Linked DNA regions of Mus musculus: all the other regions are linked to region 1. A link is a contact called in public Hi-C data. All regions are on one chromosome and are shown on one strand. Each heading gives the region's core, a stretch centred on a gene start, on an enhancer-like site or on the middle of the called end of the contact. The rest is flanking DNA. Distances are from core to core; before and after follow the strand shown.

Region 1 (5,129 bases), core at 892-3,391:
TCTTGACGGCACCTAGTTCTGGATGATATAGTTTTACTCTGTAATTAATTTTCCTCCTAAAATCAAGCCACACTCACCAGCCACAAGGGTCAATGGCAAGCACTTCCTTTCCTACTGGAAACTGGAAACAGAATTGTCCAAGTTGGAGTCAGTAGTGGATGGATGGGGAGCGCCTGTCAAAGAGCCTTAGAAGGCCTTAGAAAGCCATGCTGTCTTTACCTTTGACCCAAGGTCAATGTAAAGTGCTCCAAATGCAACTTTGAATTCATGGCTTCATTGATTAAGCATTTTTGAGCCAACAGCACTTTGCTAGTATAAAAGACACAGTCCCACTTGTCTGGACTATTCACTTTTGGAACAGAACTCATGATCTACTCCCAGGCTGAGAGTCTGTCTAGGGCAGAACTGCATCTTGATATTCATGCTGGCTGGCTATCCTCAGACACCAGGGAGGAGGGAGTGAACAAGCAAATCCCACCGTGTGACCTGGGTCTGTCTTCCACCAGGCTCTTTATAGTCTTTTGATGCTGTAGTTTCCTGCAGAGGAATCGCAGATTGTATAAACAGGGGCTCTTGGTCTGGGCTCCAGAGGACTACAGGATGTCCCTGGGAGCTGCTGCTCACACAGGCTCACCTTCACTTAAGTAAACCAACATTTGAGTGAGAACAAGCAGCTCTTCCTAGAGTCAACCACAGGGGTGAAGCCGACCGACCCTCTGCTCACATGTTTACTGGGAGGTCAGCAAGGGTGAGGTAGGTGTGCAGGCATTTGTCCAAACTAGTCGAATGTCCAATAATAAACATCGTTATGGAGAGAATGTGCAAGCTAGTTTTCTTCTTGTTATATCAAAGTTTTCTTAAAAAAATTTTTTAAAGAATTTTTAATTCTTCAAAGCTTTTACACTTAACATTTTTCTAACTCTTTTTTCCCTTCTTTCTTTTCTTCTTTCCTTTTTAAAAAAAATGAAAAATGGAAAATTAAATGATTGACTCCTATAGGGTAAAACCCTTGCTTAGATGGAGCCGTTACTAATGTATTGTCACTAACTGAAACTTTATTGACAGAATTGTAGATTAACACACAGTTGTCACGAGGTATCTCTGGCTGGGGAGAGACGAGATGACTCAGCAAGATAAAGGTGCTTGCTACCAAACCTGACATCTGGTTTGACCCCAGAGACTCTTATGTGATTGGGATGTTCTGCCCCACCCCCGTTCCCTGGGACATTTCTGGGGAACAACTTTATCCATGCTGAGATGGGAGGTGGCAGGTCTTGCAAGCGAGGCCTGGTCATAGCTGCTTTCTTGAGACGGGGCAGGACCATTCTGATGCCATTGTGGAAATACATCATAGAACAACTGTGCACTCTGATTGAACATAAATCTGTTTCAAGCTCCCCTTTCCTCTAAGCTGTCCCTGGGAACTCCCCCTCACAAGATATGTTGTTTTGTCAATTTTTCTTTTTTAGGTCAAAAAAGAGAAAAGGAGGGCGTGGGGGCGATGCATACATTATGCTTTGAGTCACCACAGTTTCCTCAGCATTAGGTTTGGCCGCGCTTTTACAACTGGTATCTATCAAAGGGTTTTCATCTGCTTGCCAATGTGTCCTCTGTCCTCATGACTCATGGTGGGGACTCGTTCCTTTCAGCTTAATCTCCACTAGTTTATCATTTCTCTTGTTCCCAGGGGTGTTCCTGGAGGGGGAGCGTGGTGCTGGAACCCAGTGAACTCAGACACAAAGGAATTACCAGATTTCTCTTTGTGTGAAGAAAGGCAGCGAGTGGCTCTGTTCATGAGTGAGCCTGCTTGGAGATTACAATGAGGCATCTGCTTCTTATACAGCAGAGCGGGGCAGGGTTGAGAAACATCTGCCCCAGACAGGTCTTCTGATAGATAGCTCTTGGATTCACTTGGACTGATAACATCCCTTGGGGGTGGGGATGACAGGGTCTCCTCACACGCCATCCTGCTTGTGCTGTGGAGACTCCCTCATGGCAGGACACTGGGAAGAGGAGTGGAGAGCCTGGGATAAACTGTGATAAGACATGGTTCCTGTCAGGCCTGAGCTTGTACAGGCTCTGTGAGAGTAGCCTCTGGAAGGACTGGTAGGTCCTAAGCATTCCTGACTTCTCTTCCCTGGAGAGCTCCCATCCTGTTCCTGGAGACAGGATGTCCTTGAGTCATCACCAGCTCATCTACTCCATGCTGTGCTCAAGCTGAAGATTCAGCCCAGTTCTTGGCCCTGGCCCAGGTCTCCCCTAAGCAGTGCATCCTATCCCCTGACCCCTGCCTTCTTTTCATAAGCTTCCATCTTCAGAATGGGTAAAAAGTTGGACTCTGCAGGTCACAGGTTAGGGTCTGGATCTAGTGCTATCACCTATCAATTGACTCAGTTGGTCATTGTGTCCTCTGGAGAACAGGGACAGCTGTCATATACACTGCACAGAGCTGATGCCAGGGAAAAGCAGACAGTTGGAGAGAAGTGCCGCTGAGCACATCCAGGGCTCCATCGTGGCTGACTGTTTTCTTTAGCATTAGGCCCCGTCTGAAGCCTGGCCCCAGGGATGCTCTTCTTCCCTCCCGCACTCCCTGTGAACAAGGTAACAGAGTCCGCCTGGAGTGATTCTGCTGTGCAGCACTGGTCTGACTTCCCCAGCTTTGTGCCGGGCTGTAGTCCACACTGTCCCGGGGATTCCCATGGAGCATCCGCAGCAGCCACACTCTTTAGGCATAAAGGTCCTCAGCTGTTTTGCAATCATGTTCCCAGGCCACGGTCAAGCTACTTGACACACTGCCATCTCTGGGGAGTACTTTCTCCTTTCTGGAAGGACTCCTTGACATGCTCAGTAACTTCTAACACAGCTTTAAAAGTGTGCCAACTAGAAAAAAAAACAACTGTAAATTAGACACATTTTCTGCACTTTGACTTGAGCTCCGCAAGATACAAATTCATGGGTTCTTGTGTCACATGCTCTTGTCAAGAGTCACTGGCGGCATCAGGAGGAGGCACACACTGAGTGCCTTGATCAGTCTGGGCATTTCTAAAGTCTTGTACCAGCTCTTACTTTATTCCATAGGACCCTCAATGTGGCCTCGTTGGTTGATAGCCCTGAGGCAAGTACTGGGTGGTGGCTGGGGCAGGTTCCTTCTAGAATTACTGAGACAGTATTGGTGGCTAGAAGCTGGCTTAGGCTTGCTTGTAGATGTGAGATGTTGCTCTTTTTTTTTTTTTTTCCAGACAGGGTTTCTCTCTGTGTAGCCTGGCTGTGCTGGAACTCCCTTTGTAGAGCACGTTGGCCTTGTATTTACAGAGGTCCATCTGCCCATGCCTCCAAGTGCTGGGATTAAAGGCATGAACAACCACACCCAGCCTGCTACTTTTTATCCTAAGGAGTTGAAGCAGGTTGGTGACAACTTTGATTGTGTTCTGAGTTCAGTTCATGCTTGTTCTCAGGCTCAGCTTCCTCCTGCCCCTACAACACACAGTTGCCTTCAAAATATAGCCTCTTTATCCCAGAGAGAACTGGCAAAGTCCAGGGAGGTTCTTTCTGCATCAATAGTCTATGTCAGTGGTCACAGTGTTCACTTTTAAAAAGTAAGGGTTCAGGCTTCCAAGAACACTTACATTTAAAATCCCAACAGAAAGTGGGGCTGTCTATGGTAACTGACTCTGCATTTACAAATACCCAAACACATTTGCCTCCAATGCATGGGAAACTTCTCATCATCAGCCCCCCCCCACCCCCAAAGCACATTTCCCATGATGCTGTCTCCTAATATCACAATCTGGCAGTAAGATAACAAGGCAGGCTGAAACTGGTCTATAAGGCACCTGAACCAAAGTGGCAGATATCCCTTTTGGACCTTGGCCAGTCAGTGTGGTGGGGTGGGGATGGAGGTAAGAATTGGTGCAGGCAGGAATGGGGCACCTGACAGAGCATTTATATTCTTCAAGGAAGGGTCCAGTCTCCCACCTCTTCCAACTGGAGGCTGTACTTCTCCTGATCTTCCACAGTGTTTTCACCCTGCTAACTTCAGATCAGCTGGGCGCTCTGAGAAAAAAATGAAGTTCAGGAAAAAGGAGATGAATTGATTTCTCTTCTTAGCATCTAGATGACTGTAGTGAGAATTTTGGAGTTTTGGTTTCTTTGAAAAACATAGAAATAAGAATATGTTTTCATTTTAATCCCAGGTGTGGGATATGGGGCTGCTTCAGATTGTCGGCAGCAGTTGACTATGATTTGCCTAGTGCTCCAGCAGGAATGTGATTTTGCTAGTGACAAGGCACATAGTTTCTGCAATTGCTTGGAATTCTGGGGACTTTTCAGAGGGTATATAAATGCTAGGTCTCCATGAGGCAGGGTAGGTTGTTGGTTGGTTGCTGTTGGTTGTGGTTTGTTAAATAGTAGTGTGCAAAGAAGAAACAACAAGAAATTAGATTTCCTGGTCGTGAAGACCAAACTTGCCCCAAGGAACTCCATAACCATAATCAGTAGGAGGTAGTCTAATGATACCACCATGCCCTTTCCCCTCGTATCCTTTTTCCTCTCTTATCTAATGTTAAATGGTAGAAAGGGTGGGAAAAAAAGAACCCACAAAGTAGTAAAGACTGCTACAGCTAACAACTGTGTCGGCCAATTGGGCTAACAGAATGCTGCCATAGCACATGACCAAGAGCTCATGAACAAAAGGAAAAACACCAATGCAGAGACCTCAGGCTGTACAGTAGAATCCTGAGTCCAGCGTGTTAGCAAATAGCAACTCTGGGTTTAATATTGGGAGCCCCTGACTTTATATTTCACCTTCACCAAATTGTGACTTTGGGTTGGTTTCCCCCTGCAAATCTTCAAATCTCCATCTGTACAAGGGATACCTAGAAACAATGATGGTTGAGGCTCCTGTTTTCATGAATCTAACCCAGTTCCACAGTGTGGTTAGATCTGTCCTGGACACTAGGTACACAGCCAGGAGCCAGACTAGCATCTGTCCTTTGTGGGCTCTCATTGCAGGAGACCTCCCCTGTTAATGACCCCCATTAGGTAAAGTCTGCAATTCTGGGGACCTGGTGTCTTTGATTTGCAACAACCCAGTCCAGAAAGCAAAGATTAGGCTAGTGGAAAAGTAAACG
Region 2 (5,129 bases), core at 1,882-4,381, 240 kb before region 1:
CAGTCACTTATGCATAAGTTACATGAAGGCAGAAGCAGGACAAAGCAGGGAAGAAGGGGGACAGCGAAGAGGGTGCAGGGCCTGTGCTGGATGGAGTATGTGAGCCACGCTCAGGAACTGCTTGAGGGAATTTGTCCTTAAGAAACCTAACACTATATACAGTGGCTATGCAAGTGCTGGATAGCTTTATGTCAACCTGACACAAGCTAAAGCCATCTGAGAGGAGGAAGCCTCAATTAAGAACGTGCCTCCATAAGACTAGGCTGCAGGCAAGCCTGTAGGACATTTTCTTAATTAGTGACTGATGTGGGAGGGCCCAGCCCATTGTGGGTGGGGCTGTCCCTGAGCTGCTGGGTTTTGGTTCTACAAGAAAGTAGGCCTAGCAAGCCAACAAGGAACAAGCTACTAAGCAGCGCCCCTCTGTGGCTTCTGCCCAGCTTCTGCCTCCAGGTTCCTGTCCTGCTTGAGTGTTCTGCCTTCTGGCTTCCTTCAGTGAGGAACTATTGCAGGGGTGTAAGCCAAATAAACCCTTTCCTCCCCTGCTTATTTTTTGGTCATGGTGTTCTGTCATAGCAATAGAGACCCTAACCAAGACAATGCATCATTTTAAAAAAGTATTTTATGGCTAGAGAGGTGGCCCAGAGGGTAAGGAGCTCAACCCTTAGCACCTGTGGGAAATGGCAGCACGGGTGTGTGCACCTCTGACCCCAGGATGGTGGTGGGGGCGTGTGGAGGCAGGAAGATGACTAGGGATCATTGGCTGTTAGCCTAGCTCCGGGTTCAGTGGGACATCCCTTCTCAAGGGAGTAAGGCAGACAGTGCTAGGGCAGGACTCCCAAGCATACACCACACGCAGACTCGGCCTTTGGGCAATGCCTGGCACAGAAATAGCAGGAAGTGACAACACTTGTTACTTTGTTATTCTTTTTTGAGAGGGAGAGTGGGTTGATCTCAGTGTATTGCCCAAGCTGATCTGGGACTCACACTCCTTGTACCTTAGCCTCTGGATGAGCTGGGATGATAGGTGTGTGTGTGGTCCTGTCCAACACCATTTTGTATTTATTTACTTACTTATCAGACAGTTCTCCAATGTCATTTCTTAGAACTGGTAAATCTTTCTGAGTTTACAAAGAGCTGGGACCTGGGGTGCAGTGAGGAGCACAGACAGCAGAGAGCATGGTGTCAAACCCCAGTCCCTCAAGGACACAGTATGACACCCTGCATAGCTAGCTACCTCAGTAGGCTTCCTTGTGCAACCATGGGGTTATTGTGGACAATAGATGGGTAAATACATTGCCATGTGAGACACGGGTTCTGGCTCTCTAGAAATGTACTTATATTTTATTTCATGATTGGATAGTATTTTAGGAGATACAGGTGTGATTCCTCCTGGCCCGCAGAATTCAAGAAAGACAACCACTAAAGACTCGAAACTTAATAAGGAGGTTTACTGATGTGGCTGATGCAGGATGATTAAAAATATCTGAAAACCTTTCATCTCAGCACTTGGGGTGGCAGAGGCAGGAGAATCTCTCTGAGTTCTAGGCCAGCCAGGGCTAAATATTGAGACTATTAAAAAAATGGTACTAACTGGTTAATATCTAAACATAGAGTAGAATAAATTCCCAAAGGAAAGAAACCCGATGGAACCATACATCTACAGAACTGTACTGAGAGGTCCAAAGATTTAAAAAAATCAAGCTAAGTGCCGTACTTCAGAATGGTAAGACTGTGGCGCCATTTCTCAGTCTTCTCAAATTAGCATATAGATTGAATGTAGCCTCAAATGGAATTATTCTAGGGAACCCGCCAAAACGATTGTAATTTATCTGAGAGAACAAATAGACGGTAATAGACACTAAAACTCTGTCAAAGACTATGGGGACAGATATTAAAATGCCTTAAGAGTTAAACTAATTAGAGAGGTGGTACTGTATAAGAGATTGGAAACAGATAAACAGGATAGACAGAACTTAATATGGTGGCAGAGGCGCCACAAAGCCATGGAGAAGGTACTAGAAATAGGCTATTAGAAAAAAAAAAAAAGATCCCAGCAAACAGCAAAGCTCATGCCAAGTGCATGGGGGACTAAGTGTCAGAGGTCACGAAGGACATTAGGAGGCAGGAAGTCCTCATCTGAGCTGTAATGCTCAGGGCACAAAAGTGGGGAGGCACTAACCAAGGAGAGTGCACAGAGTTAGGGGCTGTCTAAGGGAGCACTGAGGAGTGTGCAGGGAGCAGGGCACCCACATGCACATCATCAAGTCACACAAAGATGGGGTACAGGAGACAGCGTTAACTAGTTCACATGAAGTGCAATTAGTCTTGCTGCATAAAATACCACCTATATATTTAGAAATTAAGACGATGAAAGTGGAGTAGAATGGACATTTCCAGACAGAATCACTAGAGGCATGACGCAATGCACAAAATTTGGGAATATACATGGGCTAAGTGCCGATGGCTGGGGTCCTTCTCAGTGGTGAAGTGTTTGCTGTGTGTCAGTGAAAATTTGAACATCTATTTTTCCCATTTTATGTGAGGAAAAACACGGGGGTGGGGGGTTGGTGGTGGTGGCAGGAGCTGGGAGGAGAAGGAGAGGGCATTGAGTACGTGCTAATACAAAGCTCAGACAGGCCGTGGCCCCTCACAGGGATTCCATTCTAGGCCCAGGAAGTGGCCAGAAGTGCAATTAAGACTTTGCAGTCAGGGCATATTAGGGTGATAGGGGATTGAAGTAGTCCCAGTGTCCTTGTGTGGCCACTTAGGGACTGCTCTCTCCTACTTCTAAACATTTAGAAATGATGGAAGAGTAACACGGAGGGTGTCTGTCCATGCTCTACCCAGCCCTAGCAGGTGCACGCATTTGTCCTATTGTACACCCCTCCCACACATACCCCTGTGTGCTCCACAGTCACCTTCAGTGTGCACTCCTGAAGGCAAGGTCATCATGGTGGCCAAGCTGCCACCACACACTTGGGTACACCTCCCCGGTTCTCTGGTGTTATTGGCACTCAGTCTCTGCTTGTCCTTCTGATGCCACTTTGTGGTGGGGGCTAGGCAAGTCCTTGATGCAGTGTGTGCTCCCACACTGTGCCTGGTGTTTCTGCCTCTCGGGCGTCATTTTCTTTGTTGAGGACCTGTCCCCTCTCAGTTCTCTCCTTCTTTGTCCTTGCCCCGTCTATCCCTCTCTCCCTCCACTCGATGCTTCTCTCCATTCTCCCTTCAGTCTCTCTTCCATTCTCCTTCCCTCCTCCTCCTCCTAGCAGTGACATCTGAGTGAACTCCCAGCATGCTGTGTTCTGGGTTCCTCTCTCTTACCTTCCCCAGGAGTAGGGTAGCATCTGGCTTGCTCACCTAACCCTGTATTTCCAGTAAACATGTTTTCATGGTAAGGCTATTATAGGGTGCCATCTTCATTAGGAACTTTTAGAGCTTGTGTTGTTTTTCTGGCTCTGCTGTGGAGGTCTCTACTGGTGGCCATTCCAGGCTGGATTCTGATGGTGGTGGGGATAGTGAGATCTCTGTATAGTTTTATTTTCCTCGTGGCAACTAGAAAATAATCTATAGGTTAATAAATTCATATGCTCTGGCGATATCAGTTCCCACTAACATCTTAAAACGACCCAGGCGTGGTCCCTGCCCATCCCAGTTAACCAATTATGAGGTGCACAAAAGAAGTGTATGATTCCATATTGATTGACAGTCTACAAGGAGGAACTTCTCAGCAGCTGGAATGGACCAACCAGACTTTGCTCTCTAAAGGAGAGTGGCAATAATTGAGCAATCTTGTTTTAGAGCAAGGAACTGGTTTAATAATGAATGCTGACAGTCTGACTCCCTTTTGTATATAATCTAGATTTTGTGGATATTTTAAAATCCGATAATTTATACTCCCTTGTAGCCAATATTAATTTTCAAAGCACCTTAATATTTTGTGTGTGTTTGTATGTGCATGTGTATGTATCTATCAGTGCACATGTGCTGTGGTTCTCACGTGGGGGTCAGAGGACAGCTTGCAGAAGTCTGTTCTCTCCCTTCACAACGTGGCCTCTGGGGTTGAACTCAGGTCATTATGTTTTCCCTGCTGGGCCATCTTGCCAGCCCCAGTACTTATTTTTCAAGATTAAAACATTATCCGCACACCATAAAATGCACTGCTTTAAAATACATTCACACAGTTGCTCACCCATCGCCACCATGGGGGCCAGTTTCATGACTCTAGAAATATACAGAATATATCCCCCCTCCCTTCTTAGCCCTGGACAGCTAGCAGCCTACTTCTGTGGCTTCCTCCTTAGCATTTCCCAGATGATTCATGTAAATGGATCATGTGCTATGACTCTTTATGCCTGGCATAATAAAAGATGATCATATTGTTTTAAGATTTTTCAGACTACAGACAACTTCCCTTTCACGGCTGACCTGGCATTTCATTGCATGGATTTGACATTTTATCTATCAGTTGATGGGCATGTGTACATTTTATGTGAATAAAGTTTTTTATTTCCCACTCAGATGGCAAGTTTTTGGTTTACTGTGGGTGGATGGAATTTGGATCCGAGGTCGGCGGTGGGGCCTACAGTGGAGTCTGCTTCCTCTCTATGTTGCAGTCTCATGCTTGCATGCTACGCGGGGCACCTAGATGTTGTCAAATACCTCCGGAGACACGGAGCTTCTTGGGAGGCTCGAGACCTCGGAGGCTGCACAGCTCTGCACTGGGCTGCAGATGGAGGCCATTGCTCTGTGATTGACTGGATGATAAAGGACGGTTGTGAGGTATGGCCTCCTTGCTTCCTGGTTAGCCACACCACACTAGTCAGAACTTGAAACCGTCTTCTGGGATCTGGAGGCAGGCAGATGGGCGGGTGGGCGGGCAGGCAGGCTGGCCGACCTGGTCACTTGCTCTGAGAAAAGCCAGCCAGGAGTCTCCAGCTCAGGAGCTTGAAAGGCCTTGGAGGATCCCTGGGGAACTATGGTGACAGCCAGGCTTCATCTCAAGGAAAGAAAGTGGAAGCAAAGGAAGTGGGTGGAGCTCAGAGCTGACCCGTGTGTCTTTGCTGCTGCTCTGTATGTCCAGTCACTGCCGGTGTCTATTTAGTTGGTTGCTGAAGCCTTCCTAAGCACCT
Region 3 (5,129 bases), core at 1,652-4,151, 180 kb after region 1:
CAAACTTATACCTTTTAGCCTGCCCCCTCACCCCCCAATTTTTTTTTGAGGTTATCTTCCTTAACCCTATCTCCATAGTTAGACTGAGGATCTTCCAGGCACTTCTCACTCCTGCTCTTTCCGCCACATCTGCCCTGTTCCAGAGTACACCTGCTTAGTTTCCAATCATCTCCACACAATGGGAAACTCCCCAGTCAGGAGCCGGGGACTATAGCCAGGAATTTATAAGGCTACTTCATGAACCCTCTGTCACCCCCAACTGCTCATAAAACATTCCCTGCCCTTCAGACAGGGACCCTTAGCCCTAATTAGCACTCATACCCACATATGCATGCACATGTGCACACACACACACACACACACACACACACACACACACCATCATCTGCCCCTGAGCTCCAAGGCTGCTTCGAACTCATCAGACAACATGAAACAGCTGGCCACAGATCCCTTTCGTCATTGCTCCTGCAAATGCAGGGACCTGCCTCTCCCAGCCTTGTCGGCTGCCAGAGTTCCCACCTGAAATGCTCGGGTCTGTCCCTAAGCCAAGACTGCTTGGCAGGTTCCTGATCAGAGGCAGTTACCCCAGCATGGAAAAGCAAACCTGAGCCTTCCTTCCACCAGACGTCTCAATGCTGCAGCCGGGGCTCATTCACACACATGATTTATGATCTAATTTAGCATGTAAGGAAACATCTGCATTTTGCTTTTATCATCTTGCCAGCAGACAGACTGAAGACAAGATGTGTACTGTAGACTTGTTTAATGGGGCCTTAAACATTCCCTCTCACTAGCCTAAGCTTATACAAGGCTCTAGTTTCAAAAATTGTCTGATCTAACTGACCTAACACAAACAAACATGGAAATAAAGCTCTCCTCAACACATCTCTACCACAGGGACAGTTGGAACGGCCATAAAAATCCATGCCGATCAAGTCCCCCAGAGAGCATTCCAGTGGCCAGGACAGTCTTGGAATTGGGGGAATAAAAAGGTGACTTAGTTATTTAATACTATGACTGGGCCTCTTTTATTATTATATACAATTTTAAAATGTTCATTCAGAGCACACGAACTTATAAGAATATTTGCTTTGGGAAAAACATCAAAGTTGACTGATATTGCAAGCAGTTCTGCATGCCCCCCCCCCACATGCACAAAAGATGCATTCAAGTTCAAATTCCCCAAACTGTGACTGAGACCTTCTCTTGACCTTGTCATTGGAAATATGGTCTTTGCAAATATAATCAAGTTAGTATGTGGTCATACTGGGTGGGTGGAATTTAGCTTTGAATAAAAAGAGAAAAATTGGACTCAAGATCACACAGATAGGAAGAAGGTCATGTGAAGACAAAGGCAGAGAGAGCTACAGGGATCACTCACTCGCCAAGGAGCACCAGGGATGGATGGCCAGAAGCCACCACAGCTGGGAGAGAAGTGACATGAATGCTCTACTCTGAGCCTCCAGACAAGACTGGCCCTGCAGGTGCCTTAATTTTGACCCCTGATCTCCAGAACTCTGAGATAATGCATGCCCGTGATCTTAAGCCAGCATGCAAGTAGCAATTTCTTACAGTATGACAGGAAAGTAATGCAGGCATGCAAAGGCCACCCCCCCTCTGATACCGTGGCCCAGCTAGAAGGTCTACCTCAGAAGAGAAGGAGCTCAGCATGGCGCCTGCTACCATCTGGATCCCTAGCATCCTCCTGTGTGTGAAATGCTCAGTCCCCAGGTTCGAGCTGCAGGGAGGTAGCCGCCTCTTTAAGAGACAGGGTAAAGTGGGTGTTCTCAAGCCATTGGAGGTGTGGCCCTTGAAGGAAACGGTGAGACCCTGGTCTCTTCTTCCTTCTCTCATTTGCTTCCTGGTTGCCATGAGATGGACAGCTTTGCTCCCTCCGCTTTGCACGGCTCATTGTGATGCGCTGCCTTGCCAGAAAGCAATGGTGATAACTAGTCATCCGAAACTTCAAAGACCCAGAGCCTAAGTCAACCCCTTTCTCCTTGGAAGTTGATTTGTCTCGGATATTTGTCGTAGTGATATAAAGTTAACAAATACATCACCATCCGGAAGAATTTCCCTCTGGCCATCTGTCTCTGCTTCTTACACAAACCAAAGGCTGAAAACGGAGATCTTCCAAGGTTAGCTTGTGTGTGGCTGCATCTATATTGTGCTTATCTGTTGACATCAGTGTCTATATATAGCCTAACTCTTTTTGACCAAGTGACATCTTTCATACCCAGCATGAGTGAAGGTGCCAAGGGGATACTCCCACTGTGGCTGGCCTCTGGTCTTCACAGTGCCTTGAGATAGCTGTGCCTGAAACAGATGCGCTTTGGCTTTGTTGAGCCAGAGATTAAACAGTCCCCTAGAGAACACACCTAGACCAAGCCTGTGTCTACACCTAGCTTGAAATGCTAGCTAGACACACAGTGTGATGGGCCAGCCCTTTGCCCATCTGCCTGGCTGGCTTTCATTTTTCATCCTTCTGGAATGTGCCATGGGATGGAAGCAACAGGTAACTTGTCAGATCCCTTGAATGGAAACAAGACATTCAACTGTGCTCCTTCTGGGGTCTCTAGAAAGCTCTCCTAAAGTGTTCTGGATGCAGGAAGGAGTCAGGCTACCTAGAAGAGAGTCTAATAGGAACTGATTTCAGAAGCTTTCTTCTCTCTCTCCTTCCCCTTCCTCCTGAGATCTTAGTAAGCTTTGCTAAGCCGCACTTTATTGAATATGCTATTTTCCCCAGAGGACTTCTACTCAGAATCATACTCATGATTTAACATCCTGGGGGCCAAAATATTTTCCTAGGAAAAAAGATCTCATCCCTGTCTTCACAGTCATAAACCAGAGGCTTCTCCAAACCCCCAGATTTTAAGATTTGAGTTGGCAGGCCTTTCATAAGTTTCCTGATGTCCCCAGTCCTTGCCTTCATCTCGTGTTATTCTTGCTAGTTCAAGGGCCTGTTTATGAGGGTCCATGAAAATAAAAAAAAACAAAAACAAAAACAAAACAACTGAGGTCATCTTGCTCTCAGTGATATTCCCAGCCTCCAACGTGGGGCTGGGTGCAGGAAAGGTTCCTGCTAACTCCTTCTCCTATGAGTGAGTGAGTGGGTGGGTGAGTAGGTAAGTGAGTGGGCGAGTGAGTGAGTGGGTGAGTGGGTGGGTGGGTGAGTGAGTGGGTGAGTGGGTGGGTGAGTGAGTGGGTGGGTGAGTGGGTGGGTAGGTGAGTGAGTGGGTGGGTGGGTGAGTGAGTGGGTGGGTGGGTGAGTGGGTGGGTGGGTGAGTGAGTGAGTGAGTGAGTGAGTAAGTGAGTGAGTGAGTACCCTGCCTCTCAGGGTTGTCTTGACCTCAGCCTCACTGTACTGGGCAAGCTGGCCATCCTCCCTCTGAGCTCACAGCAGGAAGAGGTCTCCAGATGACAAATGTTGATGCAGACAAGCTGGAGTCAACTTCTTGCCCCAGGTCTATTTTGCAATCTATAAAGGGCAAGGGAGATCGCTTGCAAGCCTCCATTAGGAGCCAAGAATTTGAACTCGCTATCCTGGCTCCTACAGTGGTGTGGCTCTTTTCCCAGCTACAATGGTGAATTTGTGTCCCAAGTTATTTCTGCTGAGTTGCATGCCCATATGTAACCTCTCAAAATGAGCTGGCTCCCAGAGCCAGCTTCAGGATGCTGAGGTCTGTGCATGCCAGTGGCGTAATTTGGGATCCTCATCCTTTCAGTGAAGGCTCCATGCCTGAGAATGTTTGTCCCCAGTCTGTTCAGGCCTTTAGAGCCACCTGTAGCTTACCACTAAGAGGATGGGGAATGGTGAACTGCTTCTTGTTGGCGCGGACAGGAAGTAGGCTCTGCTTCTGCCCCAGGCTCTCCTTTTGTTGGGTTTTCCTTTGCTGTACCATGCGCTTAAGCTTTTGCAGCCGTTCTTGTGAGCGAGAAATGAACTGAGGTCTATGGACTTCCAGTGCTTCCTGATTGGAACAAAGAACAGACTTTTGTTTTTTAAGAGAAGGGAGACCAGGTAACAATACAGCTATCTGATTTACTCCATGGGATCCAATCAAGATCACAATACTCTATGGCAAAAAGCCACAGTGCAAATATAACCCCTGCCTCCCATGACCATGTGTAAAAATGGTATGGACATATTGATGACAAGGTACTGGAGGTCAATGCTGGCCAGCGCACAGAGCACACTGCATCAGGACCAAGAAATAACTAGCACTGGAGCCACTGGGTACAAACGGCCAACATCTATCTGCCTATTTGTTGATTCATGCTGCCAAACCACTCACTGCTGAGGAACCCAAATCTCAGGGTTCTGTACTTCCATATTCTGAGAGACATGGGTGGGACTCGAAGGCAGGTGCTAGAAATGTGCACACTCATTCCTGCTGGGGTCAGAGTCTTAAGGATACAGGGATTGTGTCCCTGGTGTAGAAAATGGTGCTTTTCAGAGGTCTCTCTGTGGCTAAAGAGAACCACTTCTGGGTAGATAGAGGTAGAAGGCTCTGCTATATACAGAGTTGTTCTATACAGTGAGCTTCATAGGTCAGGTCAGAATCTCCCCACATCTTCTTGTTCAAAGCAACATGTGCGGGGCTGTAGTGACATTTTAGAATTTTGGAAATGTTCTAAGAGTGTGCTTTCATTTTAATCCCAAGTGTAGGGATGCAGGGCTGTTCTGAACTCTACAGCAGATGACTATGATTTGCCTCATGCTCTAGCAGAGGTGTGGTTTTGCCAGCTGCAGATAGTTTCTGCAATTGTGAGATGTTTATTCTGGGAATTTTCATAGGAGATTTAAATGCCAGAGCCCCAATAGGTGGATTTGTTTGGGATTCTGGGGACACCTTAGATGTTTTCTACAGGCTCATCAATGTCCAAGGATGCAGCAGTGAGCCAATGGGGCTTTCTTTACATTTGTGGGGAGTTGCACCCCATAGCAAGTGCCTTCCCAGAAAGTGTATTTAACTGCACAGTGTGCCAGTAGCAGCAACTTTCTCTGAGGTCATCTGCCATGTTAAATATTTTTACTTTGATCAATATATGCATGTTGCTTCTCTAAACAGAGAAGCAGCTAAAAAAAAAAAAAAAAACCCAGTATCTTCCGTGTCCTTCAAGTCATG
Region 4 (5,129 bases), core at 1,515-4,014, 160 kb before region 1:
TGAAGACTCTAGCATGTCCTCGCCTCGGTAGTACATGGTCGTGGTTAATAGAAAGCACCTAGGGCACAGAAGAATCCATCTGCTGAACATAATTGTTCATGGAGCTAAACATGTGAGCTCTGACCAATGTTCCTCACTGGAACCTAATTAAAGTGGGGATCTAATTCCCCAGGAATTTGAATAGAGGGACACTAAGTGAGTTGTGGTGAGTTAAATCATACACAGGAAGCTTCTGGATGCTGCCACCGTCTCACTTCTACACAGAATAGCTGTTCCTTCCAGAAGTGAGGTCCTGGAAGCCAAGGACCCAGTGGCAAGGAACACAGTGTTCAGAGGCTCCCATTGGTTCGGCAGAGGCTCTGTCTGTGTCAGATGAGCAGCTTAACATTCGGTTAAATGGAAAAGCTTCTGCGTGTGGGGCTCTCCAGGGCTGGGTGCTGACAGACATGAACCGGTGCTGTGCTTAATGAGGGACAATTTATACGCCTCATGTAATAGACTCCTTTCTGCTGTGGTAGCAGACACACCTGCACATACCATGCTTCTCAGGAGAAAGGAGCTTCGCGTCAGACCTGCTAGGTAAGGCAGCCATAACAGAACTCTGAACCCCCAGCTATGGCAAAAATCAGTGCACATCTCGTCCTGGTCCCGCTAGTTGTCTCTTGCATGGGTTCCCACCAGGGAGTACAGGAATGGTGAGAGACTCTCTATTTCATCCCCAAGTCCCGAGAGCTTGAGGCCCTAAAGCTCGCTGGCACCTGGTGAAGGGCAAAGGACTGGGCTTGGAGCCAGGAGCTTGGGCCTCTGTCCTCCCTGACCTGCAGTCTTCTCACTTATCAGAGGGAGCTGAGTGTGTCTGCATTCTCAGGGCTGTGACAAGCAGCATGAGAAAGACGCCAGAGTTCTTTGTTCAGTGGAGTGAGGTCTAGTTGGGGTGATGGGGTTTTGGTTATACGTTCTAGAACTGTTAGATTGTACATGGTTTTTTTGGCATACCTCCAGGAAAAGCTCCACTGGGAAGACCCTCTGCATTTGCAAAGCAAGTTTCTCTCATCTCCTCGCTCTCCATGGAGTGCATACAGAATAGCAACAGGCTTGGCCTTTTCATCCTGGGTGTTTACTCAACTCCTACTTTCAGTTTTTGTAAGTTTTTCTACTGATTGTATCGAGTCCATTCTTGTAAGTGGTTGTAATCCTGCTTATAAAGTTGTGGTGAAAAAAAAAAAAAACAGGCGTGATGGTGCATACCTTTAATCCCAGCACTTGGGAGGCAGAGGCAGGTGGATTTCTGAGTTCGAGGCCAGCCTGGTCTACAAAGTGAGTTCCAGGAAAGCCAGGGCTATACAGAGAAACCCTGTCTCAACAAACAAACAAACAAACAAAAAACAACAAAAAACAAAACAAAACAAAACAAACAAACAAACAAAAAAGATGTGGTGCACACAGAAAAGGAAAATGGAGGATGGACAAATGCTAAATTTGATAAAATGATGATGGTCATACAGGTTTTCCTCTAGAGCTTTAGTCATTAAAATAGGAAACAAATGATTGTGTAGTAATTGCCACTTATCCATTCATCTACATATGCAATTATTATCTGCCGCCCACCCATCCATCATCCATCTACCTATCTACCAACCTGTCAGTCTAACTATCCATTCATTCCCCTATCCACCACCCAACCATCCACAAATCTCCAACCCACCCATCTTTTCACCATCACTCCAACCCCCTATCCATCTATTCATCTACCCACCTATCTACTCACCCACTCACCATCTACCCCATCCCTACCTGCTCACTTTCTCCCTACTCACCCAACTACCCATCTATGCATCAGTTTATATCTATGCACTTACCCCCAACCCATCAATCTGCTCACCAACACACCCACCCTGTCATTCAGGAAATAGTAGTTCTAGTACACGCTGGGTGCTACTCAGGGGCAGAGGATTCAGCAATGGATAAAACAAATGTCTGACCTTATGGAGCATAACATGGTTCCTTCTGGATAGCATAGTTGTAGAGAGACCCAGGAGTTACCTTTGCCTTCATGTAAAAACCTTTGTACCACTTTCTAGAAAGAGCAGGAAGCCATGTGGGGTTCATGCCTGGGAGGGAATGGGGTCAGGAGAACATCAGCTGGAATGCCTTTACAGATAAAGTGCTGGATTAGAGAGGCCATGACAGGCAATTACATCTGCTGTAGTGATGCAATTCGAAGAAGTTTTGTAGACCTAACCATTTTCAAATGGGGCTGTCTGTCTTCTGCCTCCCAGAATTTGCAGTAGGGATACTTTGTCCTGAGAAGGGCCTTTGTTCTTACAAAAAAGTCCAAATATGGATGTGACTTTCATGTGGCGAAAATATTAGGAGGCAACACAGCTTTAGATCCCTGGGCTTCTGCTTGGATGATACAGAAACTTGGTGGCTTGTTAGATTTCTGAGCACCAGTTCCTCTAGTTCTAAAATGGACACACTTGTGTCTTCTTCCCTGACCCAGGACAGCACAAGTGCCATCTATGGAGGTAGATGGCACACTTCCTGTGTCATCTCCCCTGGGCTGGAAGCTCAAGGAGCAGTGCTTATACAGTGTCCAGCCTGAGAGAAAAGGCCATGCTGCTAAGCCCTATATACATACCAGACAGTATTTGAAGTCTGCACTAACTGCAGACAACCCTTTTTATTTTCCAGTAAGCACTATCTACTTACCCAGGCAGTAAACAGGAGCATGCAGTACACTAATGAGGTCCTCCCAGTGTGCTTATCTTCCCTCCAGGCCATTCCCTCCTAAGCTAAAATCAGGATGGAGCTGACTCAAGGATGCCAGCTGGCTAATGAAATTGATTTGACCAGTCATACTTCATCTTCCTGGAGTCCTCCTTTTGTTACTAAGGCTTTCCCTTACCCCTTTTCCTTTCACGTGGATAAAGATTTCCATCATTTATCTCAACACTTTGAGAAAAAAAAATCCAATGAAGATTTTACAAAACTTTTCAGTGAGAACCACCCACCCCCACAGCCCTGTCATCCTCAAATGAGATGATGCAGAGACATAAGGGCTTTCAGCCCCATCTTTGCAAATCCCTCCATGTTCAGAGTGTTCTGTGATCTTACACAGCTGCTCAGAATTTGGAAGGGGGTGGGTTTTGATGGGGTGTCTATTCTACGTCGATGACTCTTGGCCTCTGGGAGCTTTCGCAGGAAACCACTATTCATCCCATTCCCTTGACACGCTTTTTCAGGCAAACCCTTCAAAGAGAATTTCTGTAGCTTGGGATGAGCTGGAAACGTTCAGGGAGAGGACGGCCTCACTTCTGCTCAATCCCTTTAAGGCACTCAGGCTGACCTTTGCTCCCCATGCATGCTCAGCTGGCTCCCTTCCAACTCTGGCTCTCTGTACACGGGGAATTAAATTATTTGTCACTTTTGGGAAGATTTGAAATGTAGTACCACGATTGGGTTTGAAGATCTCTCTGTCTCTTAGAGCAGTGGTTCTCAACCTGTGAGCTGCAACCCCCCCCCCCCACCAGATCTCCTGCATATCAGAGATTGACATTAATGATCAGTAACAGTAGCAAAATTATACTTGCGAAGTAGCAATGAAATAATCTTATGGTTGAGGAGGCACCACAACATGAGGAACTGTATTAAAGGGCCACAGCATTAGGAAGGTTAAGAAGCACTCTCTTGGACTTACAAGTACCTACCGATGGATGCTGTGGTACCCAGGTCTACTCAGGCAAGTAGATAAGATGCTCAGGGGTGAGATACCCCTCATCCATGCCTACAGAATCTTCTATTCAGAACTCTGCCTCTTTCAACTTGTCACCTCCAGATCCCTTGCCTGTCTCCCTGCTACCATGAATGTTTTATGAAATACAAGTCATTCGATACATGTATGAGTGTACATGCATGCATGTGAATGGGGTTATCTAGGTCAACACTGGTATTTCCCTCAAACAGTCTCCAGTGTACTTTACAGTTCCTTTCACTGAGCCTGGGCTTGCCAATTGGCCAGACTAGCTGTTTAGAAATTACTAGAATCTCCCTGGCACTAGGACTATAGGACCCAGATACTCTGCTTAGCTTTGTAAGAAGGTGCCAGGGACTTGGACTCACCCAGCATGGGGTTACAGGTCTCTAGCCCTGTGCTCAGTTTTATCACTGGGTTTTGTGGATATGAGCTCAGGTCCTCAGTGCTTATACATCAAGTACTTGACTGAGCCATCTCCCCACGTATATGTTAATTATAAATAATAGATTTTATTATGACGTTTTTCTGACATTTTCTTTTATTTCCTTTGTGTGTGTGTATGTGTGTGTGTGTGTGTGTGTGTGTGAGAGAGAGAGAGAGAGAGAGAGAGAGAGAGAGAGACAGAGACAGAGACAGAGACAGAGATAGACAGACAGAGAGAGACAGACAGAGAGACAGAGGCAGAGACAGGGAGGGAGAGAGAGAGACAGAGAGAGACAGAGACAGGGTTTTCCCATGGAACAGCCCTGGCTGTCCTGGAGCTACCTATGTGGATGAGGCTGGCCTTGAATTGGGAGATCCTCCTTGCTCTGCCTCCTAAGTGCTGATATTAAAGTGCTGACAATATGTATGTGCCAGCATTACCCCACCTATTATGGCATTTTCATATATGTACATATTTTGATCATACTTACCCCCTTCATCTTCTACCCCTAGAACTTCCCCTGTTCCTTCCTTGTCCCAAGTAACCCTTTTTGGACTTGAACGTTTTCTTTTTGCTGCTGCTGTTGTTGTTTAGTGACCCAGTGAGTTTCATTAGGGTGGTGTATGGGGGTGTGGGCAAATGTTTGTTTATATCAAAGACATCTTATCTGTAGATGCACCCCTAATGAAAATGCCTTTTTTCCCCTTCATCTACCTCATTAACTACCTCAATAAAACCCCAGGGAGGGCCAAGGTCCCATGAGCCTTTCCTCCTCCTCCTCCTCCTCTTCCTCCTCCTTTTTTTCCATGAGCCTCTTCTATTCCACGTGCAGGATGTTGTTGGATGCTACATGGCACAGATGCTGTTCAGTCAATCACAACTACCGTGAGTTCAAGAGTGAAAGAGCCACGTCATGCTCAGACGTCAGCGATCTTTACCATTCCCCAG
Region 5 (5,129 bases), core at 1,071-3,570, 150 kb after region 1:
ATATGTACACACACACACACACACACACACACACACACACTTATAAAGGGGTTTCTTGGCATGGCTCACAGGATGTCGTCCAGCTAGTCCAACAATGGCTGTCTACCAATGGAAGGGCCACGAATCCAATAGCTGTTCAGTTCATGGAGCTGGATGTCTCAGCTGGTCTTCAACATAGACCTGAATCCCAAGGAAGTAGACTGTAATGCCAGTGAAGGATCAACTTGCCAGAGAGAGTATAAGCAAGCAGATAGAGAGTAAGCGTCCTTCTTCGGTGGATTTATACAGGCTGCCAGCAAAGTGTGGTCCAGACCTCAAAAGATCTGGATATGTAGCAAAGGATTGCCTTAGCAGGTATCACTGGGAGGGGAGCCCCTTAGTCCTTCGGAGGCTCGATGACCCAGGATAGGGGAATGCTAGGGCGGTGAGGCAGGAATGGGTAGGTGGGTGGGGGAGCACCCTCATAGAGGCAGGAGGAAGGGGACAGGGATAGGAGGCTTGTGGAGGGGAAACTGGGAAGGGGGAATAAATAACATGATAACACTTGAAAGGTAACTAAATAAAATAACCAATAAAAAACGAAAAAAAGATACGATGTTTCAAGAGAGAGAGAGAGAGAGAGAGAGAGATCTGGAGTAAAGGTGTATCTTTCCACTTCAGAGATCCAGATTAGAAATGAGTCTTACCACTTCAAATACTAATGATTTCATTTAAAAAAAAATCTCTCACAAGTTTGCCCAGTCATTGGGCTGTAGCTAATTCCAGACATAGTCAAGTTCACAACCCCGAATAGCCATTATATTTTCCCTCTTTTCAGCTGTGTGTGTGTGTGTGTGTGTGTGTGTGTGTGTGTGTGTGTGTGTAGGATATGTGTGAAGCCAGATGATGACAATTGGTGTCTACTTCAATTGTTCTCCATCTTCGTTTTTGAGGCAGGGTCTCTCACCAAGCCTAGAGCTCATGGTTTTGGCTAAGTGAGCTGGTGAGAGAGGCCCAGAGAGCTTCCTGTCTCTCTGTCCCCAGCGTCGGGATTGTTGGAACTGCAGGTGTGTGCTGTTGGGCTCAGCTTTTGCTCGTGGGAAGCACTCAGGACCAACCACTGCATGTCAGCTCATCTACTGAGTGAGGAGTCATCTTCCTCCCTGTCTTTTAAGAATTTTAAAAGTTTTCCTTTGTTTGTCTTGAGATGCTCTGAAAAAGTCTGCTCTTTCCTTCCCAGGGTCTAAGGCACTTAGATCTGGGACAAACACTACTACTTGAAGTCACCTTTCTGACTGCACCAAGGCCCGACAAGTGCCATTCAGGATGTGTCCAGGAACCTTTTTTGAGAGGCAAAGGAACCAACTAGAATTTCAGTGTCGCCCTCCCTCCTTTTGTGCACATTCCAGATGAGCACCTCAGATTAAATCTTCCATTGAGACACCACCTGCAACTTAAAGAAAAGCTCTGAACTTTTGGAGAAGCTTGCAAAGTTGTCATTGCTATAGTCCATGTGACTTGTAGACCGAGGTCTGCCTTGGTGGAGGATCCTGGCCTTCGAAAATAAGCCACAGGATGTTAGTGGGGGACCTTGCAGAATCTCCAGTACCTGTTGCATAGCCTGCTCTTCCAGGATCAGCCAGCCTTGTCCCAACTGTACATAGCAAGATGGGGGAGGGGAAGAAGAGGGAGGGGGAAAGGGAAGGGGAAAGGGAGAGGGAGAAGGAGGGAGAAGGGAGAAGAAGGGAGAAGGGAGAAGAAAGGAGAAGGGAGAAGAAAGGAGAAAGGAGAGGGAGAAGAAGGGAGAAGAAGGGAGAAGGAAGAAGGGAGAAGGAAGAAGGGAGAAGAAGGGAGAAGGGAGAAGAAAGGAGAAGGGAGAAGAAAGGAGAAAGGAGAGGGAGAAGAAGGGAGAAGGGAGAAGAAGGGAGAAGGAAGAAGGGAGAAGAAGGGAGAAGAAGGGAGAAGAAGGGAGAAGGGAGAAGAAGGGAGAAGGGAGAGGGAGAAGGAGAGCGAGCTAGAGAAACTTCCAAAGTGATTCAGTCCCAGGAATGGGCTGCTTCTGCCAAGGATGGCGGGTTTCAAAGGTTTCTGCAGGGCTACACATTTGTGGGCAATTTTGATGAAAGTACAAATTCAAGGAGCCTTACCATGTGGAGCCATCTGCTGATGGACACACTGTAATCACTTAGCAGCTCACTTCCTTTGAGAGTGCACACAGTGCATTCCTGTCCACCCAAAGAAGTCTTTTTTTTTTTTTTCCTACCACATTCTTAGTTGCTTGACCCAGAACTCTCATGTACCAATGATTAGATCACACTCCCTGGGCAGACACATCCAGCCCCTCCTGCATACACTGTGCCTCATACCCAGACTGTGGGTCATCAGATACACTCAGAGGCCAGGTCTAGTGCATGACTTTTTTTTTGCCAGTGAATGGTGAAAAGTAGGGACTCTGAGAGACAGAGAATTATCCACACTCTCTCATGATTGGCTGCCTTACCGGTACTTCTTTCAGAGTCTTGCTCCACAGAGCAAGTATTTGCTGACTCACCCAGGGGAGCTGACAGCTTCCAGGAAGTTGGGTTGGCAACAGACGCTGTTTGAAGAGCCAAGACAATTGTTTTCCCATTATTCCATTACCAGCTGGCAGACAGGATGTATAACCCAAATAGGAATTGCTCCTTCCACATAAAGTCATGGGGACCACCGGGAGATGGCTCAGTTCTCTTACCACCTGGATGTCTCTAAGGATTTCAAATGTTGCCTGGTCCAAACTCAGGAATCTTTCTTTAGAAACTCCTCAGCCCCCTCATGCTGCATCTCTGAAAAGCCATCTCCATTCTGGACCTAAGACATCCTCAAATGCAAACAAATCATTCTCAGAGAATTTGTTTGGTGACGTTAAGATGGCAAAGTCTAGTTAGAATTTTCAAACCCCACGGAGTCTTTCTTGAGGTCTGAGTTTAAGAAAAATACTCAACAGTTGGTGGCCAGTTCCTGAGAGGAGGGAAGAAATGGCTGCGTTATTTCTGTAGGCCTTGATTTCTCTACTTATCATAACATTAGATATTTCTGTTATTACTATACAACATAAGAGAAACTCAGGCTGTGTTCGATCCATTTGTCAGCATTAAAATAATTTCTACAATAAGAAAATAAGCTCAACAGGAAACCAAATGTTCATTTTCTGCCTTGTCCCAGCCAGAACAGAGGGACCATTACCCCACACCAGACAACACGCCATATTCCTACGTGGTTCCCCTCTCTGGGACCTTAGTTAAGAACCGCCCTTGAAAACATTCTTTAGTGCCATTTAATGTGCGGCTGGCTCTTCCTTCTTTACATTTGAGGACTCAGCAGCAGGTTTGGAGTGAAGGTGAGTGTTTTATGAACTCTTAAAAGTTGGCTCCATCTAGCATTCTCTCTTTAAAATGTTAGCTGACAGAAACCCACCTCCTTAAGTATCACCGAACAGTCTGGAAACAGCTGGGCCCTGAATTTAGATGCATGGGAAAAGCTTCTGAAATACTCTGGAGATACTAAAGAAAAGTAAGGACAGATGTCTTGGGATCTTCATCCAAGAGAGTCTGTCCTTAACTATCGCAGAATTGACTTAAAGTGTGCATTTTTTTTCAAAAAGCTGTTGAACTGTACATAGGAATTCATTGGCGTACTGAGAAGAGGCCCTAACAGTATTTTAGAAAAGCAAACACAAACTTTGCTGAGCTGCTCTGAAAGGATTCCCAAGGTGATGGGAACATGGAGGGGATGTGAAAGTTTACCAGAAGCCAGGAGCTTGGGAAGCCGTTGCAGGTCGGTCACAAGTTCAAGGCCAGCCTCTGATACATAGAAAGTTCAGAACTAGCCTGGGTTACATGAAACTGTATCTCAAAAGCCCTAAAACCAGCCAACCAAATGTTTTCAAGAATATTTTGCATTTCTTTACTTATTCACTGCGCTTATGTGTGGGGGCAAGCACATGCTATGTGCACGTGAAAAGATCCAGGGGACAAGCTGTGGAGTCAGCTCTCCCCTTCTGCCCTGTGGGTCCTGGGGATCAAAGCCAGGCTGTCTGCCATGCCTTGGGAAAGTACCCCTCCACCTATAGAGTCACCTTCCCAGCCCCCAACCAAACTTTATGATAAAACTTCCTGCTTACAGGACTGACCAGACGCAATAAAGCTAAGCATACAATGGCCTTTTGAAGCATCTCACTGCTAAGCCCTCTCAACCAACTCATGGCCCATGAGCTTCTCCTCCCACCTCTGTGCATGCCAGGAAACACTCATGATGTGTTTGCTTTGGGCCAGGCATTCTTCCACACACTCCACTCCCATCCACTTTATTTCCATAGCAACCGCATGAAGAAGGCACTATACTTACCTTGCATCTGGCAGTTAGGGAAACTGAGGCAAGGATAAACAACCAACTGTGCCAGGTCTTTACTGAATTTTTTTCCTTTCACCCCACCCCCACCCTCCACCCTGTTTCCACCCTTTTTGTCTGCTCAGTTAAAACGGATCCTACCCTTTGTAGAGTCTCCCTTAGGTGGCTGAGCAATGCTAAACTTGGTCAGTAGGGGGCGCTGGAGAGATATGGCTCAGCAAGGTACTGTGCCAAGCCCTACAAAGCAGGCATTTCCTCTCACCCCACCTTCCCACCCCCCTTTGACTGCTGCTGAAGCAGAGGGGGCTCAAAATCCCCAGGCAGGTCAGGTTTCTGTCAAGCCTCAGGGCAAGCCTCAGAGGGTGGATTTTCAGTAAGTTCTATGGGTGGGGCAGTACAAAACATTCTCTGTCATCTGCTGAGCCATGCTCTAATTCTTCTAGTGCAGCTCCTTTATTTCTGTGGCTACTTGGGCTCTTCAGAGCTGCCTCCACTTCTTACTAGACAATTCTCTATATGGTGAATGATTCAGTACATTAAGCATCCTTGGATTACCATGTGGTTTCTCTCCTGGCTGGGTGCTGAATGGCACCTCCGTCCAAGGCCACAGACCGGGAACAGTAGTGGCACCCCAGAGCTTCTGTTCCTGAAGGTTCTGTCAGGTTGCTTCCTCTGAACATGGCAGGCATAATGAAGCACAAGTGTAGATTCTAGTTGTCGGAGACAGCCTGCCAATAATAGCATGGGAAAGCACACCAAATTGT
Region 6 (5,129 bases), core at 956-3,455, 130 kb before region 1:
AAGGGAAACCTTCCCTTTTTCTCTAAAAATACAATTTCTGCTCTGAAATAATTTTTCCTGGTCAAACCTGTTCTCTAAATCGTGGAAGAGATTCGGATATAAAAATAGGGGAGGATTTATAGTGCTTTTTAAAAAACCTTTTCTTATTTAATCTTTGGGAGATGAATATGTCAAAGGACATATCTTAGAACCTGCTGTGGACTGAACGTGAAATGCCCCTCCCCCACAGCTCACATGTTGTGACCTGTGCTTCCCAGCTTGCGGTGCTGTTTGGGAAGGTTGTAGAACCTTTAGGAGGCAGAACCTCGCTGGGAGAAGTGGGTCAGGTGGGTGGGACTTGAGGTTTTATAGCCCAGCCCTACTTTCTGTCCATCTGTCCTTCCTGACTGGTGGCATATGGCCAGAGGCCTTCAGCTCCTGCTGCCATGCTCTTCCACCATGCTGACTGTATCCCTTGCATGCTAAGTCAATGCAAACCTTAGGCTTCCCTTAAATTACCTCATTAGGGATTTTCCCATACTACCAAGAATACTTAGCACAGCACCCCAAACATTTAAGCCAATCCTTGGGTGTATGTGTGGTGGTAGCCTTAAGTCTTTTGGGGAGCCCATTTTCATCTTCTTGTATATATGTGCGTGTACTCATATGGAGGCCAAAGGTCAAGTTTATGAATCTTCTTTGATCATTTTATCCCTTATTCTTTGAGGCAGCGTCTCTCAATCAAACTCAGGGATCACCTATGGCCAGTCGTACTAGGTCTGGGGATCATATGCGTATACCTTCCATGGCTGAAATTATAGCTGCTATGTCCATTAGGCACTTGTCTTCTGGGGATCTGAACTGCGGTCTTGTTTGCACATCAAATGGGAAACCCTTTATAGACTTGAGGATCATTGTGGAAGCTGTCCTGTCCTGTAGCTAGGCAAAGGGATTCTGGCACCCTGTAGCTCCAAGTTCAAGCTCTAGCTTTGACACTTCCTAGCTATGTTTAGGCTCCTGTGTATCCTAAACTTGCTTTCTTCACAGGCACTGTTGGATATCAGTAACTTCTGGGCACAATTGCTACACCACTCAGTGAGACCTTTCAGCCTTACAGGTGACCAAGTTACTGTTTAGATGGTGGCATCTCTCTTCCTTGGATAAAGACAGATCCCCATATCAGGCTGCTGTTCACAGGTTATTCCAAAGACTGATAATTGTAGTCAGATCTCATACTTTGTGAATGTATGTATCCTACCCACAGGAATGCTGGCCATCTGGTGCTCCCTGATATTAAACACAGCACTCAAAGATAAACACCCTTCTGGGAATGATAATGACCAAAACAGAACCCTGTGACCCAATAGTTAGGCTTGGAAATAAAAGTGTAGAGAGTTTTAAAATACATGGACAAGGGAATTCTGGGTAAGCCAGTGGCTTAGAAGTCACATCCGAGCAAGTGGTTGATTATGGTTAGGGACACAAAGAAAACAGGGCTATCTCCTAACTCCCTCATCAGCCCCAGGATCCACTTGATCAATGCGACAGCTAACTTTCTCTACCACCAGACCAACAAACTCCCTATACGTTGAACCTGGACTCGCTGCTGCCACAGATGCAGGATCCAGCCAGCTCCAACAGTCCTCAGCAACCTGGGCTAAACGGCGTCATCCAGAAAATCTCCAAAAGCTGTGCTAATGGAGATGTTCACTGACCACTCCCCAGAAGACTGCCACCCAGACCCCATTAATGTCCCAGTGAGAACAGTGAAACTGAGGGAGCCATGTACAGATTCTAGGCAATGCTTTGGGCACTGTGCAGCCACCCCCACTGAGGCCCTGTGAATTGAAGCATGGCAGCCGCATGGAGGCTGCCTCAGCTATCCCCGGGGCTCACAGCACAGAGCCAAGTAGCTCATTAAGAAAACTCCATGGAGAGCTGGCGCTAGGAACTCCTGGGAGGAGAACAGGACTGCTGAAAATCAACAAGGAGGAGAGCTTAGAGCAGAGCCAGGAAGGCAAGGCAGTGATCTGCCCAGGGAGACAAAAACCAATATCCAGACCACTGATTGCAGTCTCTTAAATCTCTGCTGAGCTCTCAGCCCCACTCCCTGCAGTTATTCCTCATCTATATAAAACTCCAGGCAGTGCAGCAGAGCAGCACATACTCCATGCTTATGCTGTTCACTCTATTCTTTTCTATTTCCCCATTCCTTTTCCTATTGCGTCACCTAAAGCCCAAAGGCTGACCTGGTACATGACATCATAGTTCATATCTTTATCCCACTCTGTCAGCTACCATTAACTCTCCATTCCCTTCCCCTCCTTGCCTCTATTATTCTTGCTCTTCCTCTATGTCTGTGTTCTCTATGGATTCATATTCTTATGTTTTCTCTGGTTTTAAGAATGTACTATGGCAGAGGAAGCCTTTTTTCCAGTCTTGTCTATGCAGTGTTCTGTGTCCTTCAGGGTTGGCTCCTCTTTGCTTAGATTTGGGGATTTTCTTCTGTGGTTATTTTCTTCTGTGAAATAGTTTCATCTTTCACATGAAATTCTTTTGGTGTCTGTAATTTGTAAATTTTGCTTGTTTGAGGTGCTCCCTTTTCTCTAGTTCCCATCTAACAACAACTCACGAACCCCCACTATTTAGCAACATAATCAGGAACCCCCACTATGACTTCTTGCCTCCATTTCTTTTCCTCCCACTCATACCCACACTAACATATCAGTATAGACGACACCATCTGGGTTCCTTTCCTCACTAGAACAATCGTTATTTAACAAGTGTCTGTTTTGTAGCCACCTGCTACTCACTCTACTGTGGGAATCTGTTAACTGCTAGAGAGTGCCTATTCCTGCAGTCAGTGTTAACCCATAGGGATGGGCTAATGATCAATCCTGGGGCCTGCACCAGTTTGATGGATGGAAAGCTCACCCATTAGGACTCTGCCACAACCGTGTCTCTTCTGAACTGTAAATCCCTCCACCAGAAGAAGAGATGTGGCCCGAATTAAAAGACGAAGAAAATCTTAGCCAACCATCTCACATCACATGGGCAGACTCAAGTACAAAAACCAAAGTAATCTAAAAACTCAGGACTCCATGTCTCCTCCCATGCCAATCCATGTACAATCCTGGCTCCCGCCGAGAAGGACTTAGACAAAACTCTAGTCACAAAAGTCAAAGGAATGATTGCAAATACGTTCAAACAGCTTGAGGAGGATGCAAATATTTTCCCAGAGAGCACAAACAAGCAAGGCTAAGTGAGGAAGTCAATTCATGATCTGGAAATAGAAAGTGAAGTAATACTCAAGTAAAGAAATCCTGAAGAAATTAGGATGGAGATGATAAACACAAGAGATAAAACGAACAGTTGAGTATAAAGCCTTCCCAACAGAACATGTCACAGTGGAATAGCTGGGTTTGGAGACGAAATAGAACAAGTGGATCAGCCCATCAAGGCTAGTGATAGACTGTAAAATGTATGGGTGGAACATGCACAGACATGGGGACACAAACAGGTAAAGATGACGAATTATGGACACTGAAGTGGGAGAAGAATTTCACACAAAGGATTAGACTATTTCACAGAAGAAAACCCCCAGATCTAGGGAAAGAGAAGCTGATCCAGAAACAAGAGGGACACAGAGCTCTCAGTAGACAAGACTGGAAAAGAGGCTTTGTGTGTCACATTACATTTTAAAATCGGAACATACAGAACACAGGACATGCGCTGAAAGCTTCCAAAGAGAAGAATCATGCTACAAGGAAAGATGAGACCATTAGAACAATTATTGACTTTTCAATCAAAACTGTAAAAGCACAAGGGCTTGGGATAAGGCATCTCAAAATCTGAAGGCTCACAAGTGCCAGCCCAGCTTAATATAACCTGTAGAACCATCTATCATAACTGAAGGCAAAAGGAAACACTTTCCATGATTAAGGCAGGCTAAAGGAATTCATGCCCATCAAACTGCTCCTGCACAGAACACTGCGGTAAGTACTTGGGACTGAAGATAAAGACAAACACACTCAAGAGGCCAGCAGAGGAAAAAGAACCATGGGAAAGAAATTAAACAAAGGAGGACTGAGACATAATCAAACACCATACAGTCAACCAGAATGACACGGATACCCACACCTGTCAGTAGTGACCCTGTCTATGGATAATCGCAATCCACCCATCAAGAGTTAACACACTACAAGACAGGATTAGAGAACAGAATTCTGTTTTTTTCTCCCTCAAGAAATGTACTTCGTGGCCACAAATAAACATCACCTTGGAGTGAATGGATGGGAAAAAAAAGTTTCCCAAGCAAATGGGACCAAGAAGAAGCAGATGTTATTATCCTAATATCTGACAAAATAGACTTGAGGTCAGGACTTATCAGAAGAGATAAAGAGGGTCACTTCATATTGACCAAGAGAACCATCCAAGAAAAAAAAATACAATTTAAATGTATATGTACCAAATGCAGGCTCATCTCATTTCATAAAATAGATACTTCTACATCTTGAGTCACAAAGTAACTCCAACACATTAGTAGTGGGTGACTTCAATGTCTCACACTCATCCTTAGACACTCCATCTGGGCAAACATTAATAAAGTACTGGAATTAAATAACACCAGCTGTTTTCTTGAATTCTACCTTATGGGAGGGGTAATGGTTTGCTGATTTGGCTAGACTCAAGTCCCCCTTGCTATCGGCACTGACTCCAGTCATCTGGGGACTGAGAATGAAACATGGCACAACTCTCTAGTTGCTCGAGAGAAGCCAACTGCTGAAAGTTTTTCTACTCGGTGGAAAGTTCTAGAAACTTTTACTTGGTTATAAAAATGTTCTCATATCTCCTTTTATCTTTTAAGTCATCCAAAGGCCAGATGTTGAGAAACAGGGGCGAAGGCCTTCCCTATGCTCCACACAGCTGGCAGCCTACAATACAGCATAATTAAGTAATTGCTGTGGACTATCTTGGGTGTAATTAATCATTTAGCTGCAACGATCTCTGGAAAGAACAGTCCAAGATTCAAGCACTCACGGTTTCTGAGATGTGGAAATGTGATGTTCTCACAGCCCTCCCTGGCCCCAAGTTAGATAAGGGAGACAATTTGTTTTAAGTTGGATGTCATAAACATTTGGTTATAAATG

The links. A called contact is a pair of places that touch in the nucleus more often than the background predicts.
Region 2: a Hi-C map of the N1E-115 cell line shows a contact between it and region 1, with 5 times the contacts expected there. The contact joins two enhancer-like sites. A contact is called at or near these places in 3 of 484 Hi-C or Micro-C datasets (the N1E-115 cell line, embryonic fibroblasts and uterus) and 1 of 9 other capture datasets (embryonic stem cells).
Region 3: a contact with region 1 is called in a Hi-C map of uterus. The contact joins two enhancer-like sites. A contact is called at or near these places in 2 of 484 Hi-C or Micro-C datasets (nephron progenitors and uterus) and 1 of 115 datasets of contacts at active chromatin or transcription factors (pancreatic cancer cells).
Region 4: a contact with region 1 is called in a Hi-C map of the N1E-115 cell line, with 8 times the contacts expected there. The contact joins two enhancer-like sites. A contact is called at or near these places in 6 of 484 Hi-C or Micro-C datasets (the N1E-115 cell line, adipose-derived mesenchymal stem cells, embryonic fibroblasts and 2 more), 3 of 115 datasets of contacts at active chromatin or transcription factors (bone marrow-derived macrophages, embryonic stem cells and fibro-adipogenic progenitors) and 2 of 9 other capture datasets (adipose tissue and embryonic stem cells).
Region 5: a contact with region 1 is called in a Hi-C map of uterus, with 3 times the contacts expected there. The contact joins two enhancer-like sites. A contact is called at or near these places in 2 of 484 Hi-C or Micro-C datasets (nephron progenitors and uterus).
Region 6: a contact with region 1 is called in a Hi-C map of uterus, with 1.9 times the contacts expected there. The contact joins two enhancer-like sites. A contact is called at or near these places in 3 of 484 Hi-C or Micro-C datasets (3T3-L1-derived adipocytes and uterus).

Annotation. Positions count from the first base shown.
Region 1 is chr7:134,112,895-134,118,023 of GRCm38.p6, forward strand. The region is part of intron 3 of Adam12 (a disintegrin and metallopeptidase domain 12 (meltrin alpha)); the gene reads right to left. Among named protein-coding and RNA genes, the nearest start is that of Gm51501, 63 kb to the left of the region's middle. Within about 2 kb of position 2,142, at least 79 of the 459 cell types and tissues checked have an H3K27ac peak or open chromatin away from gene starts, as enhancers often do. A contact at or near this core is called in the N1E-115 cell line and uterus, where this site is marked.
Region 2 is chr7:133,872,135-133,877,263 of GRCm38.p6, forward strand. It overlaps Fank1 (fibronectin type 3 and ankyrin repeat domains 1), which reads left to right. Exons shown (of 11, transcript NM_025850.2): 7 at 4,614-4,779. Among named protein-coding and RNA genes, the nearest start is that of Gm51500, 59 kb to the right of the region's middle. Within about 2 kb of position 3,132, at least 3 of the 459 cell types and tissues checked have an H3K27ac peak or open chromatin away from gene starts, as enhancers often do. A contact at or near this core is called in the N1E-115 cell line, where this site is marked.
Region 3 is chr7:134,289,435-134,294,563 of GRCm38.p6, forward strand. D7Ertd443e (DNA segment, Chr 7, ERATO Doi 443, expressed) reads right to left here. Exons shown (of 9, transcript NM_001199941.1): 6 at 3,794-3,971. Among named protein-coding and RNA genes, the nearest start is that of Adam12, 67 kb to the left of the region's middle. Within about 2 kb of position 2,902, at least 6 of the 459 cell types and tissues checked have an H3K27ac peak or open chromatin away from gene starts, as enhancers often do. A contact at or near this core is called in uterus, where this site is marked.
Region 4 is chr7:133,951,562-133,956,690 of GRCm38.p6, forward strand. The region is part of intron 11 of Adam12 (a disintegrin and metallopeptidase domain 12 (meltrin alpha)); the gene reads right to left. Gm51500 (a long non-coding RNA gene) reads left to right here. Exons shown (of 3, transcript XR_003946886.1): 3 at 1-1,888. Among named protein-coding and RNA genes, the nearest start is that of Gm51500, 20 kb to the left of the region's middle. Within about 2 kb of position 2,765, at least 9 of the 459 cell types and tissues checked have an H3K27ac peak or open chromatin away from gene starts, as enhancers often do. A contact at or near this core is called in the N1E-115 cell line, where this site is marked.
Region 5 is chr7:134,259,076-134,264,204 of GRCm38.p6, forward strand. No RefSeq gene overlaps it. Among named protein-coding and RNA genes, the nearest start is that of Adam12, 37 kb to the left of the region's middle. Within about 2 kb of position 2,321, at least 78 of the 459 cell types and tissues checked have an H3K27ac peak or open chromatin away from gene starts, as enhancers often do. A contact at or near this core is called in uterus, where this site is marked.
Region 6 is chr7:133,983,651-133,988,779 of GRCm38.p6, forward strand. The region is part of intron 5 of Adam12 (a disintegrin and metallopeptidase domain 12 (meltrin alpha)); the gene reads right to left. Among named protein-coding and RNA genes, the nearest start is that of Gm39103, 37 kb to the right of the region's middle. Within about 2 kb of position 2,206, at least 10 of the 459 cell types and tissues checked have an H3K27ac peak or open chromatin away from gene starts, as enhancers often do. A contact at or near this core is called in uterus, where this site is marked.